Linked DNA regions of Gossypium arboreum: region 1 is linked to region 2. Evidence: chromatin contacts called from public Hi-C data. All regions are on one chromosome and are shown on one strand. The core of a region is the stretch at or near the end of the contact, and the rest is flanking DNA. Distances in the headings are between cores, read along the strand shown.

Region 1 (4,992 bases), core at 1,310-3,809, 34 kb after region 2:
TGGAAATATGAAACTATGATATATATAAAAACATGGAATATGTTTGATAAATGTGTTCATTCATAATTATAGAATTATGTACCTCATGTGTGCTATTTGCATAAAGATGATATTTCAAATACTTTAGTGAATAAAGCTTAAATATGAAATATTATGAAATCAAAACAAATTGTTATGAAAATGTATTTAAATTATCTGTAAGTGTTTCGTGCTTCTCGGTAATGCCTCGTACTCTATTCCGGCGACAGATACGGGTAGGGGGTGTTACATTATGAGTAATTCTAAGTATTATGTCAAAAAAAAAGCAGATATGATCTTATTACAAAAAGCTTTTGTTAATTTTATTTTTAATTGTTTTATTTTATTGATGTAATTAAATTAGAGTTATTACTTGAATAGAACTCTAAATATCTTAATTATCACTTAATTAAATAAAATTTAAGTTCACTTTATATATAGTATCAAGTAGTTAGACATATTCAATCAAGTAATGTCTAAGAAAAATAATCATTAAAAAATGAAGATTGTTGGTATTAATAAGTTAGAATTATATAAAATGAATAAAACATTAAATGAATGGTTCTTCAAGAGATAATATTGAATCATATTTGAGCAACAATGATACAATGAGATAGAAGATTACTTAAAAAAAAACTATAAGCTATTTATACATTATGAAGCAAGCACTCTTAATCTCTTATTTGTTTGGTATAGGTGAAAAATATATGAAATAATTATTTTAGTAGTTTAGAATGATCAAAACCCATCCATATTATTTTTCACATAGTAAAATTCGATATAAGTACACAAAAATTATCACTTACATCCATCAATATCTTAGTATAAATATAAAAGTTTTGGTCGCTAATGGTTAGAATTTGTCATAAGTTTCTATACTCTCTGTAAATTTAAAATTTAGCTCATTTACTTTTTATATTTCAAAATTCAAGTCTAACTATTAACACTATTAAAACTAATTTGTTAAATTCAAGTTTATTACAACATCATTTTTAATTACATTGCTACTAGGTGAATATTTTTATTCCAAAATATCACGCCAACAAATTTAACAAAAAATTAATATTTTAATAATTGAACTTGAATTTTGTAATCTGAAAAGTAAATGGACTAATTTCCTCGAAATAAAAGTAAATAGACTAAATTCTAAATTTGTGAAGAGTGTAAAGACCTATGACATATTTTAACTTATAATAAAATATCTAATTAGTTAAAATATAAAAAAAAAAGTGAATGTTAATTAGACTTATTCATTTTACTGTTCATAAATATTTTTTTAATTTAATAACTACATCTCTCAACTATGGTTTTATTTACCATCGAAGTTGAAAAGTCTTTCTTAACTCAAATCATGACTTCAAACAAAAAAAAAAAAAGTTGGTAAACAAGCAATTTTATTTTCAAACTAAACCTTAATTTTAACTTAAGTTGAAAAAGAAAAGTATATTTTAATAAAAATACTATTTTTATATTTCATTAAATGTTCTATTTTACAATATCTTATTTAAAATAAATATTTTATCTTCTCAAAAATATCTTTTTTTAACTGTAAGGACAGTGTAAATTTTCAACAACATTTTCTTATTTCCCACTAAATATTTTACTTAACAATAAACCTATTTTGAAGTAAATGAAGCCTTAAAACTTGATTAATTGTATTCCAACTTTTGGCCTAATCCGACGTGGCTGGGGGAGGTCTTACCGTGACGGAGAAAAGCAAAATTTCGCAACAAAGAATGTGAAGTATGAGTTGTAAACCTTAAAAACCAGTTGTTGGAAGACACATCATAAAGACACAATGGTGGGTCCCCAGTGATTTTGTGTATGTACTAGGAATGGTACTCTCGAGTAGGGGCTTTGGTGTAAAATGTGGGCTGCTTCCATTCAACACCAACCACCCTTTTTGGGATAAAAAACATAACCCTTTTAACTAATTTTAGAGTTTAGGGGAAGGGACTTTACCTTACAAATGCTTATTCACAACCAAACTAAAAAGGCTTATCTCTAAATCTTGAAAAGTTCACTACTACCCCTTGTTTTTTCTTTCAAAAACCTTCCATATTTTTTTTATTTGCAACTTCACCACTTTTTTTTCTCCCTTTCCAACTCAGATTATATCGATATATGATTTATTTTTAATATATTTGTAGCTCTTGATAAGGATGGAATCGAGTTCTCGACCTCTCATATAAAATTTTACTATGATCTTTTAAGTTATATAAAATTTTAATTTAATAAAAGAGAAAATTACACTTTATTCTCTTAAAATAATAATTTTTTGATTTAATCCTTTAAAAATAAATTTTAACTCACTTACAAATATGCAACTTGTAAGTTAAACTTTCCCAACAAAATTTGCTAGCCGTCGACAAAGTAAATCACGTTGAGTCAACTTAAGTTTGTAAAATCCTTGTCCATTCAGGTCAAGTGAGTCCAAATATTAAAATATTTGGAGGAATAATATTGAGAATCAAAATGGAATCTACTGCATATTTGCATGAAAAAAAAAAAAAAAGTAGAATAAGCCGTAATCCTACCCTTTTCCATCACTATAAATATCGACCCCAAGAGTGCATTCATCACTAGAGACATCAATCAAAACTTTGTTTTTGAAACAAAGAAAGAGGGAATTTACAACAGATATTATGGCTCTTCATGTCTCTTGGGCTTTCGTTTTTGGCATTCTGGGTATACATATTTGAATTCTTTTAATGAAGGTTTCAACTTCAAAATCACCATTTCTTTCTCAATATCTGATATTTCATATTTGTTTTTCTTCTTCTAGGAAACGTTGTTTCATTTCTGGTTTCCCTTGCTCCCCTGTAAGTCACCATTTTTGTCAGCTTTTATTTCAGTGTATTGTTTCAACGGTTGATGATATTATATATATATATCATATTTCAGGCCAACATTTTACCAAATATACAAGAAGAGAACATCGGAAGGGTACCAATCAATCCCTTACGTGGTATCACTCTTCAGTGCGATGCTTTGGATTTACTATGCACTCCTTAAGAAGGATGCTATGCTTCTCATCACCATCAACACTTTCTGCGTTTTCATTCAGACTTTTTACATTGTTGTTTACTTTTACTATGGCCCAAAGAAGGAAAAGGTACTATATTATATACTATTATATGTATAGTTGTGTACCTCTTTAATTTCCCATATTTTGATTGTTTACAAATGGTTGAATTTCAGTTGGTGACACTGAAACTTATCCTCCTCTTCAATGTTTTCGGGTTCGGAGTCATCTTTTTCTCAACTTTCTTCCTTAAAAACCCTTTGATCCGTCTCCAAATTCTTGGATACATTTGCATGGGATTCGCTTTGTGTGTGTTCGTTGCACCTCTCGGCATTTTGGTAAGCATAAAACAAGCCAACCCCATATTTAATCTAATTGATTTCCCTTCAAAACTTTTCGCTGTTTTCTTTTTTGCAGAGAAAAGTGATAAAAACCAAGAGCGTGGAGTATATGCCATTTACTTTATCAGTTTTCCTCACCTTAGGAGCAGTGATGTGGTTCTTCTATGGCCTTTTGTTGAAGGATATGAACATTGCTGTATGTTGTAAAGCATATTTCATGTTTTGGAATTCCTTTTAACATTAGAAACATTTTCTTGACATCTAATCATCTTAACAGGTTCCCAATGTACTTGGGTTTATCTTTGGAATTCTTCAAATGATTCTTTACGCCATATACAAGAACTACCCCAAGAAAATGGTGGAAGATCCCAAGCTTCAATTATCGGCTCAGCAAGTAGTCGTCGACGTCGTCAAACTGGGATCGACGACGGTGTCTCTGGAAGTGAACGCGGTGGGTCCTAACCCCAACAATGGTGACGGAACCGGTGAAGCTCAAAATATCAAGACTAACAACACCGCAGATGCTTCAAACAAAGTCTGAAAGTGGAATTAGAATTATTCTAAGCATGCAACGTCATATTGTGAGGTTTTTGCATGGAAAAATCTGGGTTGAAACCCATGCAAAAAAAAAAAAAAAAGAAAAAGAAAAAAAATCCCCAGATTTATCTTAATTAAATTAATATGTTTAATGTGTTCTGAATCTTTCAATTTATGTCGTCTCTTAGTATTAATCTTTCATCTGTAACTCTGCTAATCATGTTTTTATAATTAATGAAATGTTGATAGTTGGTAATGAATGTGTTTGATTCCAATACCTTCATAATGTTTATGTTTAGAACCCTTGCTTTAAGGCTTTTATAAGAAAGTTCATTATGCCCCAAAAAAGGACCGTCCATTAAGGTGGCCAAAATAGAAGATCAAAAGTTAAAAGTCAAACTGGATTCAGTTAATATTTTAATTTTTATGCCTTTTCTCTCCGATTCTGGACTATAGTTGGGTTTGAGCCGCTGACTTTTAAATATATATTTTTATTTCATTTAATTAGTGATGTTGTTAAAATTTATTGATATAATAGAAAAATAACATGTAACGATCTCATATCATGTAATTTTAAATTTATTGATATAATAGAAAAATGACATGTGACGATCTTATATCATGATATATGATCAATTTTAATAAAATATTAAAGATATTTAAATTTGTAAAAATATTAAAATTATTTTACATCCGAAACAACATGAAAAATAATTGTCTATATTTATTTGAACCTAAACAACCATTTGTTCTGCTTCATTTTCGACTTACTTTTTAGTAATTTTATATATTCTTTATTCTTTTATAAAATATTATCTTTTATATTACTATTTTGAAATTTAAAATACCTAAAATAAAATATATAACATCTATTTTTAAGAATATATATATTTTAAAAATATAGTTTTATAAAATTATAAAAATCATTTTACATTTAGAATGAATATAAATAAATGGTTGTTCAGATGCAACTGAATCTAGACATTAATTTGTTCAGATTCATTCTAAACTTATTTTTTAAATATTTTATATATTTAATTTTTTTAAATATCATATTTTTATATTATTATT
Region 2 (4,795 bases), core at 1,100-3,599:
CCTAAGCTTCAATCTTTGTTATAATCTTATTTATTTGTTCATAATATTTTGTTTGTGCTTTGTGCATCTGTCTTATAACTTTGTGTGATCATTTGAGCCATTAAATTTTTAGGCATTTATATCATGTACTTGCAGCATTACGAGAATTGTTCAGAGCAAAGCAAGTAAAATATCTTTCGGACGATCTTTCTTCTGGAGAGTTGATAAACTTTTTAGTGTTCTGTTTTAGTCTCTGATCTTGTATTTGATGACATGGCAGAACACACTTATCCAGGATGGGAAGGAGATGGCATCAGTGCTTTATACTTATCGCAGCTGTGTCGAAGCACTTCCTCAGGTATTTTAGCCTTAGTTGATTTTAATTTATACATATTTTTAAGGTAAACAATGTTCTAATATAATCTGCTAATTTTAGTGTAAAGCAATGTTCTTTTTATGTGGTGTAGGGGGTATGTTGGAATTCACAGTTTGGGATTCAGAAACTTTCTGCTGAAACCGGAGCTGCTTCGATTTATTATGGATTCTGGTTTTGAACATCCTTTCGAATTACAAAGTTTTAAACTCATGTCTGATGTTAACATTCGTGAATTCCATGAATTAAGTCATTTTGCTTTTCTTGCTTTTAGTGACTTATAACGATTGGGCGATATACAAGTTTGGTGTTTTATTATTTTGATTCTATATTTATATTTAATCTAATTTTTATTATTTATTTTAGTTTTGATTCTATATTTTTATTTTTATTTTAATTTGATAATGAATTTTAATAGAAATTTTTATATTTAAATTATGGACATTATTCTTCTCAATATTTTGATAATGAATTTTAATTTTTTATATTTTTCATGATCTTTTAATATTTTATTATTTTTTAAATTTTATGACCTTTAGCGTTTGTGGGAAAAACGCTAAAAGGCCATGACCTATAGCGGCGTTTGTGGGAAAAGCGCTAAAATATGACCTATAGCGGCGTTTTTTCAAATAAACGCCGCAAAATTTAGCGGCGCCATCTATAGCGGCTTTTTTGCGGCGCTTGTAAAAACGCCGCAAATAGTGTTAGTGGCACTTAAAAGCGCCGCTAAAGGCCTAAAAAACGCCGCTAAAAGTCAATTTTGCTGTAGTGTTTGCATGAAATAATTAGGGATCACCAATAAAACTGATTTAGCAAGGGAAACTTGTACCGCCATAGACAAAAGCTTCACGTCCTACCCATTTAACCGACTCTTAACCTTATCAATTATAAACTGGAAAGTACACCTAATAACATGTTGATAGAAAAGCGGAATGCCTAGATAAAGACCCAAATCATTGACGCGTTGGAATCCAAGAGTGCGACTAATATTCACAGCCAAATCATCATCAGTGTTATGAGAAAAAAATCTGAGTTTTCCTAGCATTCATCTTAAGTCCAGACAACATGCAAAAATCATTCAGAATACTTCTCACCAATAAAGCTTGGTCCATAGAAGCGTGATAAAAAAAAAGACTAAATCAACTACAAAGAATAGGTGTGACAAACTAGGACTATCCTTTCCCATCTGTATAGGTTTCCACCTCCCTTCCACCACCGCATTTTGGATCATATTCCCAAGACGTTCCATACCCAACACAAACAAGTATAGAGAGAATGGATCCCCCTGCCTGATTCTCATCGTCAGTTTAAAGAAATCTGTTAATGAGCCATTCCAGATTATCTGCATGGACAAGGAAGAAATACAATTTATGATAAGCATAACTTATCTATTCGGAAATCCAACATCTTCCAAAGTGTCCTTCATATAGTTCCACTTGACCCTACCATATGCTTTTTCCAAATCAACTTTTATAGCCATCCATCTAACTTTCCTCTTACAAAACCACATCGAATGTCAAGGTCGGCTCGCATAATACTGAAGAAATAACCATAAAAATATCAGTTAAATCGATTAAACCAAACCAAATAAATCAAAAAAATTTGATTAAATCAATTTTTGCTTAATTCGGTTAGTTATATTGGTTTACTTAGTTTAGCTGAGTTTTGAAAACTTAAACCAAAATAATAGAACAAATCAAATTTTTAAACATTAAAAAATAGTTTTGTAACTATATCCAACCCAACCTAATATAAATCTAGTCCAACCAAGTACCCAACCAAAAAATTAAATATAAACTAAAAACCCAACCCAAATATAAAAAATCAAACCCAAACCCAATTTAATAATTAATTTTTTTTAAAAAAATCCCTAAAATTAAAAACCTAAATTGGGGCTTCATTTCTTCCAATTCTCAAATGTTGAATAATTTAAATATCAGTCCCTTAGTTGTGATGTACTTGTCTTTTTGGAAACGATGGTAGAAGACGAGATGTTGGTGCAGGTGGACTTAATTGGGGGTCTATTAATTTACAAGTGAAAGATATGTAGGAGAAAAAAAAAACGAATGAGATGATAGAAGATGTCGTGTTTGGATAGGGTTTGTAATAAAAGTTGGAGGTCGAGGTGGTGGATATGAGGGAGTGAGTCCAATAGGTGAAGTGTTGGACTGCTTGTATTGGACCAGGTTTAAGAAAAACAGTGGGTTTGATTATTTCGATGATCTCCCAAATTTCAGTTTGTTTAGTTGGGTTAGTATAAAATTTTCAGTTAATTTACTTATTGTCATAAAAAAATATGGAAGGTATGAAATGTACAGCCCTAATTAGTAAATATGTGGAATGATTATTAAAATTAAAAACGAAACATATGGATGGTTTAAATAATGTCTACCTAGAAACATATAGCTAATAGCCATAGATTAAAAGCCCTGCTCAAATCATTATTACATGCTGTTTATATCCCAAAAATTTTCGATTACTTTTACTGCCCATTTAAAGTAAAATTTAGAAAACATTAAGCTGGTTTTTGGGGTGCTAAAATACCAAAGTCACTTACCTAAAACCCCTTAAACTGAACCAAAAGTCACAAATTAATCCTACTGAAATTCCTTCTTTTGAACAACTTAGCTCTTCTTTAAGATTTCCACAAACCTAGTTAGAATCATATAAATAGAAAAACTTGTCACATTCTATAAACCAATCACTCAAAAATTTTTAGATATAATTAAGTCAGATTTACAAAATTAATCATATCTTAAACTACAAAATTCAAAATCATGATTTATTTTAATATTTAAAATCCAACTTAATGAATCTCAAATTTTAATCCCTATAAATAATATAAAATAAGATTAAAAATTTATCCTTAATGTGACTACCGAATAACCTGAACAACATTTACTAAAAATAAGATATCTTTAAATTTAGAATTTATATTTTAGTTAAATTTTAACCATCGAAAACTAACTTAAATATCTTTCCGACCACACATTTTAATCATTTTTATACCAATTGAGAATACATTAACTCTTTATTTGAATTATGATTATATTTTCTATAAATGAAATATGTAAATCTGCTTACTACTTTGAGTTGCATAAATATATCCAAGTATGTAAATCATACATACATAAATCCTTCACTTGCTAACAAGTGAATTATCTCATTAACATATTCAGGATTAACTCACTTGGGTCCAATTTGATTTATTATCAAATCAAATAATTATATCTATGTCTCTATTTTGAAAATTAATGTTGCTCTACTAGTTAAGACAAGTCATTTTCCCAGTAAAGTTTATAGACAACATAATATCCTTAACATGAATCACTTGCTCTCAATGATTCCATTGACTATGAACTTAGTTTAGGTTATCTACTAATATAAATTATCTTCTTCATTACAAAATAAGCTTTTTATACAACTTATTATCAGTTTAAATTATGTCAAAATTAAAATATATAAATTAAATCTCAATCTTCAACATATATAACAGTCAAATCTGAAATTTAACCATGGTGTTGTAATTTTAAAAAAAAAAGAACAAGACAACCCCAAAAGAAATAGGAAGTCTCGTGTCAATATTTAAGACATTCAAATTATATAAACATGTAACATTTTTAATTGAAAATTTAACGATATTAATTATTTAGACTAATTAATAATATTATATAAATATAGAGATCAAATTAAGTTAAAAATAAAGCATAAAAATTAAATATCAAAATTAAACTTAAACTTAAACAAAAGTACCAAAAGGAAATTTAACCATTTTAGGAAAATGTAAAAAAAAAAAAAAAGAAGAAGAAGAAGAAGAAGAAGAAGGAAAATAGCACGTGTCAGCAAAAGATATATAGTTATATAGAAATGTGAAATAAAAGATAATATTATATTTTAATATTTTTAAAACATGTATTTTATTTACAAAATTCACAAGAACTACTTAAAATCTAGATTAAATGACACAGTTAGTCATACAATTTTTATAAGTTTTAATTTTGATCATCGAAAAAAAAACTGTAAAAAGGGTATTGCAGTTACAAAACCATTTTATTTTGGTCACATGCCATTAATTTGAATTAGGAAATATTATTGCTTTAGTTACCTGATTTTAATAAGTTTTTATATTGATAACTCATTTTATCTTTTAATTATTTTTATATTTTTAAAAAATTAACTAAAGTTGAGTGACTAAAATAAATATACAATAACCTTACTTAACCCAAATTAACAATGAAAGACCAAAATGAAAAATAATTCCAACAGAGAGTATGTTTTTACAAATTTTATTTATGGTACCAAAACTAAAAACTTATGAAAAATGTGCGATAAACTTTATAATTTACTCTAAAATAAAATCCGAAAATTAGCCTCTTTAATTTTTTTAAAAAAAAATTGGTCGTAATGAATATTGAAATTAAAATAAATAAATAAATAAATATT

What was found. A called contact is a pair of places that touch in the nucleus more often than the background predicts.
Region 1: a contact with region 2 is called in a Hi-C map of leaf, with 2.0 times the contacts expected there. The contact joins the promoter of LOC108459370 here to the enhancer-like site in region 2. A contact is called at or near these places in 2 of 5 Hi-C or Micro-C datasets (both in leaf).

What each region holds. Positions count from the first base shown.
Region 1 is chr1:12,422,581-12,427,572 of ASM2569848v2, forward strand. It overlaps LOC108459370 (bidirectional sugar transporter SWEET10-like), which reads left to right and starts at 2,560. Exons shown (of 6, transcript XM_017758731.2): 1 at 2,560-2,706; 2 at 2,804-2,840; 3 at 2,923-3,133; 4 at 3,220-3,381; 5 at 3,461-3,580; 6 at 3,662-4,181. The coding sequence starts at 2,664. The coding sequence ends at 3,925.
Region 2 is chr1:12,388,787-12,393,581 of ASM2569848v2, forward strand. No RefSeq gene overlaps it. Among protein-coding and RNA genes, the nearest start is that of LOC128293157, 33 kb to the left of the region's middle. Within about 2 kb of position 2,350, at least 2 of the 2 cell types and tissues checked have an H3K27ac peak or open chromatin away from gene starts, as enhancers often do. A contact at or near this core is called in leaf, where this site is marked.